Regions from separate parts of the Sus scrofa genome. Here all the other regions are linked to region 1. The links are chromatin contacts, called in public HiChIP or PLAC-seq and promoter capture Hi-C maps. All regions are on one chromosome and are shown on one strand. The core of a region is the stretch at or near the end of the contact, and the rest is flanking DNA. Distances in the headings are between cores, read along the strand shown. Region 1 holds the start of RPL11 (ribosomal protein L11). Region 2 holds the start of PNRC2 (proline rich nuclear receptor coactivator 2). Region 3 holds the start of SRSF10 (serine and arginine rich splicing factor 10). Region 4 holds the start of CNR2 (cannabinoid receptor 2). Region 5 holds the start of FUCA1 (fucosidase, alpha-L- 1, tissue).

Region 1 (2,700 bases), core at 49-2,548:
CACTAGGCCATCAGGGAACTCCCATAAACTGAGGGAAACTATAGATGAGAGAGGTCTAATTAGTAACCCGCCCAAAGTCACATAACTATTAAGCTAGACCAGACAGGACCATATTTACCCCTCTTGGCCAACACTCTGCTCTAATTACTATTTAAATATTTAAATGCCATTTGTTTACATTGTTACAGAATAAAACTTTTACTTTATAATTTGCACAGTTGACTTAGTGTCTTTCTGGCCGTCTCAACACGCAAGAACCACCCGTTTCTGAGGCTATGGGCGGGAACAATCTCAAGAGGGACGGGAAGCTCAAGGAAATATACCTATTCAGGGAACTTTAAAAACCGCTTTTGGAGAGCCCCGATCCCAGTAGCCAGCGTCACCTGCAGTTGCCATCTGTGTCCACGAAGGGGAAGCCGACTCTAGGCCGTTCCAGACGCGCCTCTCTTCCTCTTCATCGTCTCGCTGGTTAGCTTGGGATAAGAGCCCGCCTCCTGGCCCATAAGGCCCCGGGTCGGAAGTCTCACACTCTCTTCCTGTTTCCCATCATGGCGGTGAGTGTGGGATCCCCGGCTTTGCTTTCCTTCATCCGCCTCCATCCAGGGCCAGCGGAGCCTGTAAGGGTTATCTCGCCCGCGGCGCGAGGAGAGCGGATCCCGCAATGCTGGCCGTGCCGAAATTGGCGGACCCACGCGAGGCGAGGGCACGGAGCTGGATCCTGTCACTTTCCTCCCACCCTCCCAGGGGCGGGCTCGGGGCAGCCGCCAGAGGCCCAAAAGCACGGCCTGCGGGCTGCAGCGAGGGCCGGTGAAATGATCGGAGGGGCCTGGGACGCGGGGTCCGGACCTGTTGATGTTCCCGGGACCTTGAAACTTGTTTTTTGCTGGAGAGCCTTACCGGTTTCTCCCTTAGGGCGGACGCCAGGCTTCGGCCGCAGCTACTAGACAGCTTCCGAATCGGGTGCGGGACGCTGCACAGCCATGTGCTCGCTGCTTTCTCCCCCTCGTCGGTCGTGTAATGGGGGCGCCCTTCACCTTAGTTTGACCTTGGGGTGCATCCTTAGTGTAACTTTTACACCATACCTGTCCTGTTGCTTTCACCTGTTCCGTGCCCGGGGGAAGGAGAAACAAAACCCCAAGATGTCTTTCTCCAGTGCCTCCCAGACAAACGTAGTGTTAGTTCTTTAACTTCCAGGGCTTCCTTTGGGGTTTGGGATGCGCAGAAACAACGCTGTGTAACTATTGGGCTGCCAGCTGTGGCGGGTTCCGTGTGTTGACCGCGGCGCTTCCCTGTTGCAGCAGGATCAAGGTGAAAAAGAAAACCCCATGCGGGAACTTCGCATCCGCAAGCTCTGCCTCAACATCTGCGTTGGGGAGAGTGGAGACAGACTGACCCGGGCAGCCAAGGTGCTGGAGCAGCTCACAGGCCAGACTCCTGTGTTTCCAAAGGTGAGTAGTGGCGTCTGGGTATGTCCCGACGTTCCTTACTTAACCTGTTGTCCAGTCTGTTTTGTATTCATTTTGAAGGTGACAGTTGACATCTCTTAAGCGTTGCCTTCTTGAGTTTCCTAAGGAGTATCTTCTTTCACGATAGGGTGGGCTGAAATACAAAGTCTGATTAGCAGTTAGGGTTATGTAGGCTACGTTAAGAATAGGCTGTGTATTTAGATTAACCTGGTTCAAATCCTGGTTCCATGACTTGCTAGTCTGTGATTTACTTTCCTTATTTGTATACCAGGGATGATCATATTTCGTTATAAGGTTGTGGGAGATAGAATGGGTTATATGAAATGCCTGCTACATGCCAAGCACCATGTCGGCATTGTTATTGTTAGACATATATTTGGGTGAGTGTGTGTTTAGAATTTTGTTGCTTTAGGGTAAGGGAATGTAGCAAGTCTTTGAATTCACAGCCTACCTCTTGTTATCAACTGATCTTGTGCAAGTTAACCTCTCACAGCCTCCTGTAAAATGGGGTACAAGTACAGTAAAGTGTTACCGAATGTAAGCTATTCAGTGGCCTAGTCTGATGGTGAACTTGCCTTTCTTGAGACTTTGACATTATGACTTTAACATTTTAATTGCTGAAGTGTGTCTGTGACTTGGAAGTTGGAAGATCTGTTTTCTGTGTTATAAATGAATGATGAACAGATATAGGTGACACTGGTAAGAATACCACGGCTATAGAGTGGGTGGATACCTGATGTCCCTCTGAAGTTGTGGAGGTGGTGTTTTGGGGAAGGGGGGAGTTCAGTGAGAGTGTGCCAAGAGCTGACTCCTTGTTACCCCATCTGCAGCTAGATACACCGTCAGATCCTTTGGCATCAGGAGAAATGAAAAGATTGCCGTCCACTGCACAGTCCGTGGGGCCAAGGCAGAAGAAATACTTGAGAAAGGTCTAAAGGTGAGGCTGACCCCTCATGGGGTAATAGTAGTAAGGAGCGCCAGTAACATACTGACAGTGGCGATAGTTACTGTTTTCAGATCTTTTGAACTTCTAATGGGTCATTCCTTCCCTAGGAAAGTTAGTGAAGTTATGTGGAATCCATAGTAGAGTGTGACTTGGAGTGGGGGAAAAATCTGATTTCGTTCCTGTCCAAATTACATTGGATTGTGTTTCTGGGGTCCTGAGTGTTGCAGGCTAGCGAGTGGTGGAGGGGTGTGAGTTGACAGGGAATGATTGCTCTGTTTTTCTCCACAG
Region 2 (2,700 bases), core at 59-2,558, 200 kb after region 1:
TGATCCTTGGCCAGGGGAACTTCCACATACTAGAGGGCAAGGCCAACAGAAAAAGCCCAGGGAGTTCCTGCTATGGCCCAAGGGGATGGGCAGGCTGTCTCTGCATTGCCAGGATGCAGGTTGGATCCCCAGCTGGATACAGTGGGTTAATGGATCTGGTTAAAGGCTTGGATCTGACCCCATGAGGTGGCAAAACCAACCAACAAACCAAAAAACTCCTATGTTCATAGAAACTGTTGTTCTCTTTTAAAATACGAGCCTTGGGTTGCTTATCCATTTATTCCCAAGAAGTTGTCCTTTTCCTCTTTGCTGCACCTCACTGGCAAACGAACTTAACTCTTTTCTCCTCCCTTTATTTACACACTGCAGAAAGGGTTATAAGTAAGGGAACTCTCCTCTCAACAAACTCTTCTTGGGGCACTTACAACGTACTCTGTGTTCAGAGAAACGAAACCCTGCTTTGCCCCCTGCCCAACCCCACCCGGAGGATGTGTGCGCGGGAACTCGCGGACAAGTAGCTACCACATAGTGTGATTGAAGTTCAAGACCAGTCAGACACAAAGGAGGAACTGATTAACTTGACCCGCACGTGCGTCGGAAACGCCTTCACAGAAGAGGTAGCTTCTTAGAATTTCGAGGCTGGGGGCCAGGGGGGCGGGAAGGAACCGCAAGCTGGGGCGCTGGCGTGACCGAGAAACAGAGAGGGAGGAGTGTCTGGACTAAGTGGCCAGGGGCCAGCCTCGGAAAGCAACTTTGATCAGTATCTTCCATGTGTAAGAGATCGGTTACTCGGCTCAGTGAACTTAACTCGGGAACTCAACGCCCCCTCCAGTGACTCCCCATGGCCCGGAACCCACTTGGTTCCGAGTGCCACGGGACCCACTGGCCGGACAGCGCGGGAGGAAGCCGCTGTTCCAGTGGGCGGCCGACGCCCTTCTCCCCGGAGCCGCTTGCGCGCGGCTCTCGGACCCTGGAATCGGCGCGAGGGGCTGGTGCTGGCCGCGACTTGGGGTGTCGGACGGGGCCTGGTGGGCTTCTCCCGGAAGGGGCTGGTGTCACTCGGGGGCCCGAGAAAGGGCGGCAGCCGGGGCCCGCAGCGGTCTTTCCCGACATGCTCTTCTCGAGGAGTATTTGAAACCCTCGGCCACAGCCACCTCCCCTCCCTCGGCCCCGTCGGGCCCCAGCAACAGGCGGCGGCCCGCGTGTCATTGGCCGGGCCGCGCGAAAGCGTGTTTTGATTGGCCGCCGCGCTTCCCGGCCCAGCTTCTGCGCTCACTGTCGCCTCCATTTTGTCGGTAGAGGCAGAAGGAGGAGGTCGGCCGGGACGTTAAGGTGGCCTGCAGCAGGCTCGTCGGTGCCCGTTGGCTTCGCTCGTTCCGTGCCTCGTCTCTCCCTGGAAGGGGAGGGGGGCTTCGACGCCGAGCAGGATCCGCCGCTGTCGTAGTCCCGAGCTTGAAGTCGGTGAGTGGCGGGCGCGGCCATGTTGGCGGCCGCGCTCCCCATTGTTGGGGGTAGGAAGTCAGATCCAGTGCCCGGCGGGCGCAGGCGGCGGGGAAGACCGGGTTCCCCGGCCGGGCCCGAGCAACGCGGAGCGGCTCGGAAACCCAGCCACATCGGAAGAGCCGAACTTTCCAGGCTCTTGTTGGGAATGACTCACGATCCGGGAATTCGTAGTTTCTTTAGGGCTGTTAAAATAGTCTGGAAGGGCCTCTCGCTCTTTCAAAAAAAAGAGGGCTTATTATTTATATGGTGACTTGGTTTCTTGGAATAGCAAACGAAATCTTGAATGTTTAATGTTCCTGATAGGCATTTTCATACATATTAGATGGGACAGTGACTTCAGTTATGGCTTGTGGAACTTCTTTTAAAATGGGGAGGAGTCAAGAGTTCAAAACTAAAGGAAACGCTGCATCACGTAAACCTGTTTGGAGAGGAGGCTTTGTGGAAACGGATGTGTAATGTGTGCAAAGATTGGAAAGTAATGGTGAGACTTTAAAAACATAGCTTCTTTAGGAAACACAGTTTAAGCCCATTTCTTGGCATGGCTGTGAAAGTTAATGCTTCTGTGGTTTGACTGGTTTTGGTCACAGAATCCGTGTGAGAATCTGAAAAGTTCCTAGAAAAAAGATACAACTTATTGAGAGGTCTGGCGGACACCCTTCCCCAATTCCTTATGAGTTCCTGGATCTCAAGGCTTAGAAGAGTTCTTAGATGATGACAGTTCTAAGGTCAAAGCCATCTTTAGAGACATTATTTTCTGCCTTTTAATTAGGAAGTAGCCATTTAACTATTTCTGTAGCAAATAATAAATGATCGCTTTCTCCTGTTTAACACGTGAAATAATTTAGAAATCTTTGCTTTTTAGCTAGGACTTCTCTCAAGGTTGTGTGCTGAGGAGACTCAGATGTTGGCCTCAGTTCCTAGGCTGAACTCAGCAGATCGGCCCATGAAAACTTCTGTATTGAGACAAAGGAAAGGATCTGTCAGAAAGCAACATCTCTTATCCTGGGCTTGGCGGCAAGGAAGAGGACAGGTGGTGGAAATCCTGCAATCTGAAAAGCAGACTGAAAGGTATCCAAGACTTCATGTTGAAATGGGGCAGACATTTTTATGGACTCATCCTAAACTGTTTAAGTAGAGGATCATACCAATTTGTAAGTTCATTTTTCTCAAGAAGTAACAAAGGCTGTGCATATGAAG
Region 3 (2,700 bases), core at 151-2,650, 220 kb after region 1:
TAAATTTCACTCAACATCAATAACCAACTGTAAGAATATACATGTCTTTTTGAAAAAGGAAAGCTAGAATCCAAGATTTTGGAAGGTAAAAATGCAGTTTATAATAAAACTTATTACTATTTCACATTAACAACAGGAAAAAAGACATTTAAAGAAACTTGATTCCAACTTAGCACTTGTTTTTATCCACAGCCTTCATTTTTCATAAAAGGCACAATAGCCTTAAGTTGTATTTAAGTACTGCTACTCTAGTATTCTGAAAATTACCAAGCACTTATTATTACCTCTAAGTTTTAGCCACAGTTGGGAGATATGGTTTGAGAAATAAGTCACAAGTATACATAATTCCTTAATAAATGTAAAAGTGACATAAAAGGGAAAGTTTCCTAGACGCAAATTACTATTGCTTACTTTCTTACTTAGAATTAGGACAGGAAAACATCACACAAGGCTACCAAAATTAATTTTTGTGTAAAATGATTATTTGTGATACAAAGTTTCATCTTGTAATAAGATCTCTTCCAAAAAATTCTGACGGCAACTCCAAGCAATTAAGGGAATTGGTGAGAACAAAGGAACGGACTGGATTAATCCAATTTAGCTATCAACGTTCTAATGGTAGAGGCTTCCTAAACTTCCCTTTTCAAAGGGTGACCACTATTTCCGGGAAATGGGAAGAACTAGTTTGTACTGTTTAACCGTTATTTTTTTTCTCTAATCTCAACATTCCCTTTCTCCGAACACCTCCAACGTTTAAAAAAAAAAACCACGCAAATGTAACACAACGGCAACCAAAAATAGCGTAGCAAGTGCTTCGCCACATTCCCCTCCCTCGATCCCGTTATTTCACCGCAAAGCAATTTTTAACTAAAAAAAATTTTCTGGGCCGAGGATGCCTGCACCTCAAAAAACGTGAACTTCAAATCAACGGGGAGCGGACGTTCGGCGCGGGCTGGACGCGTGGAGGGAAAACGAAGAGGAAGCTCCCCCTCCCCCGAACTGCGAAGGGGAGGGGACTGAAACCCCGCCACGCGGCCCGCGCTCTCGCGGCGGCCCCGGAGGACTAGCGGCGCCGCCCTCGCCCCAACGCGGCGGTTGAGCCGTCAGCGACAGCGCGGCCTAGTTCGGGCCCGAAAGCCGGCGCGGGACCCGCCATCTTCACCCCTTCCCCTCCCCCGGCCCAGCGCGCCGCCGCCGCCGCCGCACGGGTCCTCTCCGAGCCTGCGGCCTCCCCGCTAAGGCCCCGGGGTACCTCCCCTGTACCTACCTGGTATCGTCGGCCACGTTCCTCACGAACAGAGACGTATTGGGGGGACGCAGATACCGAGACATGACTGCGGCGTAAGTCTCAGCACGGACACTAACGGGCTCAGCAAACCGTCCGCAGCTCTGGCGGCGGATCCTCAGACACACACAGCCAGAGGGCTCCGCTACGGCAACCGCCCCTTCTCGCGAGACTTCACTCCCGCCTCCCCCTCCTACCTGCAACGGTTCTCTCCCGCGAGATCATCCGGCGTGCGCCTGCGCATGCGGACCGCTGGAGTACGTGCCGCAGCCTCGGTCTCATTCATTGGCCTCTCGAGCTTCCTCCTCTTCCCCCCCCGCAGCCCGCTCTTTCTTTAGTGCTTTATTTTCCCGCCCTTTTCTGCCTTGCACCTCTTTTCCCCCTCCTAACCCCCCAGGTCAGATGCTTTAAAGTACGCTAGACTGTATGGTTTTTACAAACTAGACGGAGTTTAAATATTATAATTCGGAAAGACTGCCTTACTTTTTTCTATCTGGCCCACGTTATATTAGATCGCTGACCGGCAAGAGAAGAATTTACAGCCTCTGGTGTTAGTGTGAAAAGGAAGGAGATGTGTGTCCTTGCAGAGAGATAGGCCTGTCTCTCCAGTGAGTCTTGTACGCGATGGGCTCACTCCCTGAGCGCCTTTGCCCAGGCTACTCCTCACGTACCCTTCTTGGTCATTTCCTCACCTATCCACGCTGTTTGCTCCTAATTAAAGGCCGTTCCCTACCAAAATGGGACGCAAACCTCACATCTTGGTCTCTGTTGTCATCTACAGTGTATTCCTTGCTAACAACTTCATGGGTATGCCTTGTTCGTGTATTGCAGTGTTTCTCCAATAATTTGTGGATCTCGGGGCAAAATGAAAACATTCAAAAATTAAGATCACAGTAGCAGAGCATTAAGTCTGAGAGCAGGGTCCTTTGCATTTGCACAGGTGGCACAGCCATGAAGCCTCCATGAATGTTAGCGATTATTATTATCACTCATAATGCCTTGAGAAACAATAGGAGAAAGTGAGGTACAAATACTTCACTCACTGGAGTTGCTTCCTGCCTCACACACCAAGTGCACCTTTGATTTTTTGTGCTTTAGGATCCCAGAGTCTTGAAAAAGATACTGCGAAAAGTAGAGAAAGTAAACACCTTTCATCTGGGGCCTGAGATGGGCAGTTTACCAAATTATAAATCTGCAGCAGGTGGTGGGAGGCGGCAGTGACAGGTGGACGAGGAGATACACCAAGGAATTTTGCAAGTACAACCCTTCCTCACAAAAAGTGCTACCATGTGTAGTCAAGAGCACCACAGAATACCAGAGTTGGTAATTTTTTTGAAAACCAAATATTAATCTCTGAGAACAGTCTGTTGGCACTGTGCCTCTTCTTGAAGAAATTATGTTTCATTGAGATTGAT
Region 4 (2,700 bases), core at 124-2,623, 170 kb after region 1:
GCAGGTACCCCCATCCCGGAGCCAGCGTCATCCAGTCAACCCTCCATGAGCCTGAGTGATGGTCTCGGGCCCAGGTTTTCTTGGAAGAGAAGTGGCGTGATTTGTCTAAGGCCCTAGGGTTACTAGAGGCAGCCCTGGGGTTCACACCCAGACACTGGCCCCAGTGCACATGTGTCAGCACTACTGTTCCCTGAGTGGAACCTCCAGGGAAGTGGACCCTGGTCTTCTGAGTCTAGCGTGGACTAGACCACATTACACTACCGAGATGCCCCAACTGGGCAATCCGTGTCTCTCTGTGCCTCAGTTTCCCCATCTGTAAAATGAAGGCCAGGACTCACCAGGTGATCTCTTCGAGCCCTAGTCTTTTGGGGTTCTTTCCTGGCCACCACCTGCTATTCAAGCCTGTACCTTGTAAGGCAGGATAGCCTTGTGGTCAAAGAGTAAGTAAGCTGTGGAGCCAGATGCCGAAGTGCAAGCCCAGCACCCTCACTTCATGCCCTTGTAACATCAGGTAAGTAGCTGAGGCCCCGTCTGCCGAGCGGGGAATGATAATAGCACCTACTGTAGACAGTTGTGAGGATTAAATAAATTTAATCATGAAAGGCCCTTAGAGTAGCACCTGGCACATGTGAGGCTGTCTGCGGGCTGTGAGCATCACCTTCTATCCTAACTTTGATAGACATGAAAGCCGAGGGCTGATTCTTGACCTGTCTGAAGGTAGGGATTGGACCAGCCCTGTGCCTTCCAGTGCTGGCCCTCAAAAACCTCAGGAGGCCTCACGGGACATCCATCTCCTGGCCCCTGGCAGGCCCACCCAGCTTCTCCCAACCCTGGAGGGAAGGGGTAAGTTAAGAACACAGGTTTTCTGCAATGAGGAAGGATCCCCAAATAAAACAGCAAGAGGGAGTTCCCGTCGTGGCGCAGTGGTTAACGAATCCGACTAGGAACCATGAGGTTGCGGGTTCGGTCCCTGCCCTTGCTCAGTGGGTTAACGATCTGGCGTTGCCGTGAGCTGTGGTGTAGGTTGCAGATGCAACTCAGATCCCAAGTTGCTGTGGCTGTGGCGTAGGCCAGTGGCTACAGCTCTAATTCGACCCCTAGCCTGGGAACCTCCATATGCCGCAGGAGCGGCCCAAGAAATAGCAACAACAACAACAAAAAGACAAAAAAAAAAAAAAAAAAATAAAAAAAAAAATAAAACAGCAAGAAAAACTACTCACCGTTGTTTGTGGCTGAGCTCCCTGACCCTGCTGGGTGTTGAGGAGTCCTGGCAGTTGTGTGGCTAAAGCCTGGCCCTAGGGCCCAGCCAGAGCTCCTGTTGGACTGCTGCCCCCAAACCAGCTGTCTCTTGCTTTTGCTTTCTCACAGATGAGTGAGTGTGGCCTTCCGTCCCTGTCACAACTTCCCCTCTGGGTCCCCAGTGCCACAACGTTCTTGCCCTTGGAGTTGAACTGTTTTTCATGGGGATCTCTGACCAGGGTATTGTCCTTGGAGCTGCGGGATTTGGGTTCTAATCCAGCCAGTTCTTATGACCTTAAGCAATTCACTTAACCTCCCTAAACCTTAATTTCTTCATCTGTAAAATGGGGATAAGGCACTAGCCTGGTACAGATCACCTAGAATGACATTCCATACGAATGCCTCTACCCCTCCAGATCAGAGCTTTGAACCAGATGCATTCAGGCACCAGGCAGATAACATAAATGGGTGAAGAGTGCCGGTGTGGGGCACCAGGGAGTGGTGCAGGCTGTGGGGAATGGGGAACACCCCTCTCAGCTCCAGGGAAGCCTAGCCCCTGGGGAGTGCAGGCCCAATTGCCAATGGTCAAAGCATTTGAAAGATGGGCCACATTTTCCGAGACTAGAAATCCTGACTTTTATGTAGTGGCTTCCAGTCTTAGAAGGTTGCCCACAAAGTCAAATCTTTAAAAATACTGTGTAGGGGAGTTCCCCTGGTGGCTCCGTGGGTTAAGAACCCGACTCGTATCCATGAGGATGTGGGTTTGATCCTTGGCCTCGCTCAGTGGGTTAATGATCTGGCATTGCATGAGTTATGGTGTAGGTCGCAGGTGCCGCTTGGATCTGGCGTTGCTGTGGCTGTGGTGTAGGCCAGCAGCTATAGCTCTGATTTGACCCCTAACGTGGGAACTTCCATATGCTGCAGATATGGCCCTAAAAAGACAAAAAAAAAAAAAAAAGAAAGAAAGAAAAGGACTGGGAATCTGGGAATCTGGGTTCCAGGGTGGTTCTGCCACTGCCTGGCTATGTGATAAGTTACTTCCTTTGGCCTCGATTTCCCTACTCCTAAAATGATAGGTGCTTCTGCAACGTCCAATGGATCTGAATCACCTGAAGGGCTTGTGAGAACAGATTGCTGGCCCACACCACCCCAAGTTTCTGACCAAAGTATTGTGGGGCGAGACCCGGGAATCTGAATTCTTAACAAGTTCCCAGGTGATTCTGTTGGTCCTTGGACACATATTCGGCAGCACTAGACAAGATGATGGTTAAGGGCCCTTTTTGCTCAGTTGGTCCAGAATCTCCAAGTCTCCTGGGTACCCTGGGTAGGGCTGATGGGACCCACACAGGAAGTCTGTTCTCCTTTTCCCCACGGGAGCTTAGTTGCACCTGCATGGGATGGTCAGGCGTCAGTTTTCTCAGTTCCTAGCGGACAGTCGGCTTCCCCAGTCCTTGTTCTGTG
Region 5 (2,700 bases), core at 86-2,585, 130 kb after region 1:
TACCCTCCTGCAACCCACTTCCCTCCCAGAAGCCAAACATCTTTGACGCTAAAAACTGCAACATCCCACCCTCAAGGATGACTCCTCCAGGACTGGCCCTAGTCTTCCATGGCCTCATAAGGCCTTGCCTCTTTTCCCCTTCCCAGGGCTCTACACTTTCTGTTCTCAGAACCATTCACAGGCAAGTTGTGACAGTTCTCAAAACAACCCAAACATTTCTTGAGCACTCTCTATGCTCAAGAAGCATGGAGAAGCATGGAGAAAAGCAGATGAACGAGAATCTGTATGCCCAAACACACTGCACACCAGAAGTCCCTTCCCTCCCCTTCCCTCTGGGCGATACTAAAGCTGCAAGGAAGAACACAATTCCTTTCTAAAACCACGGAAGGGGGCTCTAGGGAGGTAAAATGCCTTGTTCAAGTTTGCAGTTGAACTTGGATCAGACTCCTGATTGGCTTAAAATCCTGATTGTCTTGTTGACCTGGAAGGGACATTAGGTATCACCTAGCTCAATCCTCTCAATCAATATACAGGTGTAGACGCTGAGGGCTTTCCAGCCCACCACCTCCCTGAAACCTTTATTTCCTTCTAAAGCTCAACCAGACGTACCTTCTCCTTAGGGTCAGGAGTGCCACATTCAATTCTGCATCCTTCAGGAGGCAAAACACAGAACCGGGGCGGGGGGGGGGGGAGTGTTGAAGTCAGAGGGACAGCTGTATGACCCCGACCGCTGTGTGACCTGGTAAGTCAGCAAGTCGTCTTGCCTCCCCCTCCATGGTTTTCACCTACCTAATCGTCTCGCCTTCCCCTCCACGGTTCTCACCTACCTAATCGTCTCGCCTTCCCCTCCACGGTTCTCACCTATCTACGCCCTCTCCCGGCTCTCTTCCCGGACGCCGGGAAGCGGCGTCCCGCCCGTCCCTGAAGCTGCACTCACTTGGCCCCGGAGGCCTCGAACAGATCGGCCCAGCTGTCAGGATGGAAGAAGTGCGCTGTAAACTGTGGCCCGAAGTCAGCGTAGGAAAAGTCGGGCGGGTAGTTCTCCTTCATGAAATTCTGGTAGGCTGGCAGCTTCTCGGCCTCCCAGTGCCACCAGAACCACTCGCTGCCCCAGGCCGGCACGGAGAACACGCCCCAGTGTATGAAGACTCCAAACTTGGCCTCATCGAACCAGGCCGGCAGAGGCCGGGAGTCCAGACTCGGCCAGTCCGGGGTGTAGCGACGCGAAGAGCCGGTGCAGCGCGAAGACCCAGTGCAGTCGCGAGCCCTCACCAATTCAAGAAGCAGCAGTAGCAGTAGCACCTGGGCACTCACCGCCCGCATTTTCATCCGGGGTCGTGGTACCGCCGCCTTTACGCCCCACCGCCCCCTCTTAAAGCGCAGGTGCGGGGCGCGGGTCCCCGCCCACCCTAACTAATGATTGGCTCGGAAGGAAAAAGGGGTGGGGCAACTCGGGCTGCTTGGCTACCGAGTCTCCTTCGCCTCCGGGTGGGCGGTCCCTGCCACTGCCCTTGTGATCACAGCGAGAAAGACTCTAGGAGGCGTAGGCAGTGCTGTGCTGACAGTGGATTTGCTGACAGTGGATTGAAAACTTGGAAAGGGACTTCACTGCAGGGCGAACTCGTGGGGGTGTGGAGCTCCCGGTGTGTGTGGTCCATTTTGCCGTTGGAAGCTATAGGAGACTTTTTGAGCTGTGATGTAGGAGAGCAGCCAGGGGCCAGGAATAGCAGGCGGAAGGGCATTGTAACTTCCCCGGAGTAGAAGGATTATGGAAGGAAGCATTAAAAGGCAAGAGATGAGAGGAAAGTGGGCTCTGAAAGAGGAAGAACAGGTGTGACCATTTTGCCTACCTAATATTTTTTGAACTTGTTTTGAGAATTCTGAGGCAATTCAAAGAATTTAACAGCTAGTTGGAAAAACGAGAGTCATGGACAGGCCACCAAGAAGGAATAATTTTTAGAGTAATAGGGTGAGGAAATTGAGAGTCTCAGGCCCAAGGAATACCTGCGTGAACCTTGTCTGGCAGGGAAATCACCAAATTCCTCTACAATTTGTACATTCTACGTGTGAGGCCGTAAGGTGTGGGAAAGTCTAGTGACCCCATGTGGCACAGCTGGTCCCTGCACATCAGTGGGAGATCTGCTGCAGGTCAGAGTTGGAAGGGACTTTGGAAATCCTTGACGCTATCCCCCTTCCTTACTCTTCCCATTTTATGGAAGAGACAGACCCGGAGAGAGGATCAGGGTTTTCCAAAACCACGCAGTTAGTTTGGGTCAGAGGTGGAAGGAGAACCTGAGCCTCCACGTGCGGAATCTGTCTCTCAAACATTGCTTCTCCTGGGGTGCAAGAGAAGGTGTCAAAACTGTGTTGACAGAGCAAGCACTTCCTCATTCTAGCAGTGATAAGGAAACTCAATGGCTGTTGTTGAACGAACAGCCATTTTCTTTATCTTCTGTTTCTTCCTCTGCAAGATTGTGTTGAAATATTATCCAAAACAGCAAGCCCAGACACTTAAAAAAAAAAAAAAAAGGAGAGAGAGAGAGAAAAACCCTTAGTACACATCTTCTAGTGATCAAGTTGAGTAATGGTCTTTGATGTTATAACTCATTCTAAGGGAGATAAAATGAAGGACACCATGACCTTCGTTTCCCCTTCATCTCATAACCAAAACATAAATCTGCAGGGGAAGGTGAGAGGCAT

Evidence for each region. Promoter capture Hi-C pulls out the DNA fragments that hold promoters and counts their contacts. HiChIP or PLAC-seq counts read pairs in DNA pulled down with a chosen protein or histone mark.
Region 2: an H3K27ac HiChIP or PLAC-seq map of alveolar macrophages shows a contact between it and region 1. The contact joins the promoter of PNRC2 here to the promoter of RPL11 in region 1. A contact is called at or near these places in 1 of 5 promoter capture datasets (liver), 1 of 47 Hi-C or Micro-C datasets (liver) and 1 of 2 datasets of contacts at active chromatin or transcription factors (alveolar macrophages).
Region 3: an H3K27ac HiChIP or PLAC-seq map of alveolar macrophages shows a contact between it and region 1. The contact joins the promoter of SRSF10 here to the promoter of RPL11 in region 1. A contact is called at or near these places in 1 of 5 promoter capture datasets (liver), 1 of 47 Hi-C or Micro-C datasets (skeletal muscle) and 1 of 2 datasets of contacts at active chromatin or transcription factors (alveolar macrophages).
Region 4: a contact with region 1 is called in an H3K27ac HiChIP or PLAC-seq map of alveolar macrophages. The contact joins the promoter of CNR2 here to the promoter of RPL11 in region 1. A contact is called at or near these places in 3 of 5 promoter capture datasets (fetal liver, fetal skeletal muscle and liver), 16 of 47 Hi-C or Micro-C datasets (alveolar macrophages, blood, brain and 10 more) and 1 of 2 datasets of contacts at active chromatin or transcription factors (alveolar macrophages).
Region 5: a promoter capture Hi-C map of fetal liver shows a contact between it and region 1, with 3 times the contacts expected there. The contact joins the promoter of FUCA1 here to the promoter of RPL11 in region 1. A contact is called at or near these places in 2 of 5 promoter capture datasets (fetal liver and liver), 3 of 47 Hi-C or Micro-C datasets (heart right ventricle, liver and skeletal muscle) and 1 of 2 datasets of contacts at active chromatin or transcription factors (alveolar macrophages).

The regions. Positions count from the first base shown.
Region 1 is chr6:81,522,212-81,524,911 of Sscrofa11.1, forward strand. RPL11 (ribosomal protein L11) reads left to right here and starts at 1,299. Exons shown (of 6, transcript NM_001001638.1): 1 at 1,299-1,440; 2 at 1,443-1,448; 3 at 2,297-2,403. The coding sequence starts at 1,299.
Region 2 is chr6:81,721,618-81,724,317 of Sscrofa11.1, forward strand. It overlaps PNRC2 (proline rich nuclear receptor coactivator 2), which reads left to right and starts at 1,309. Exons shown (of 3, transcript NM_001244508.1): 1 at 1,309-1,461; 2 at 2,366-2,571.
Region 3 is chr6:81,740,047-81,742,746 of Sscrofa11.1, forward strand. It overlaps SRSF10 (serine and arginine rich splicing factor 10), which reads right to left and starts at 1,401. Exons shown (of 6, transcript NM_001244368.1): 1 at 1,268-1,401. The coding sequence starts at 1,332.
Region 4 is chr6:81,691,177-81,693,876 of Sscrofa11.1, forward strand. CNR2 (cannabinoid receptor 2) reads right to left here and starts at 1,374. Exons shown (of 2, transcript XM_021095532.1): 1 at 1,221-1,374.
Region 5 is chr6:81,654,658-81,657,357 of Sscrofa11.1, forward strand. FUCA1 (fucosidase, alpha-L- 1, tissue) reads right to left here and starts at 1,336. Exons shown (of 8, transcript NM_001315628.1): 1 at 938-1,336. The coding sequence starts at 1,329.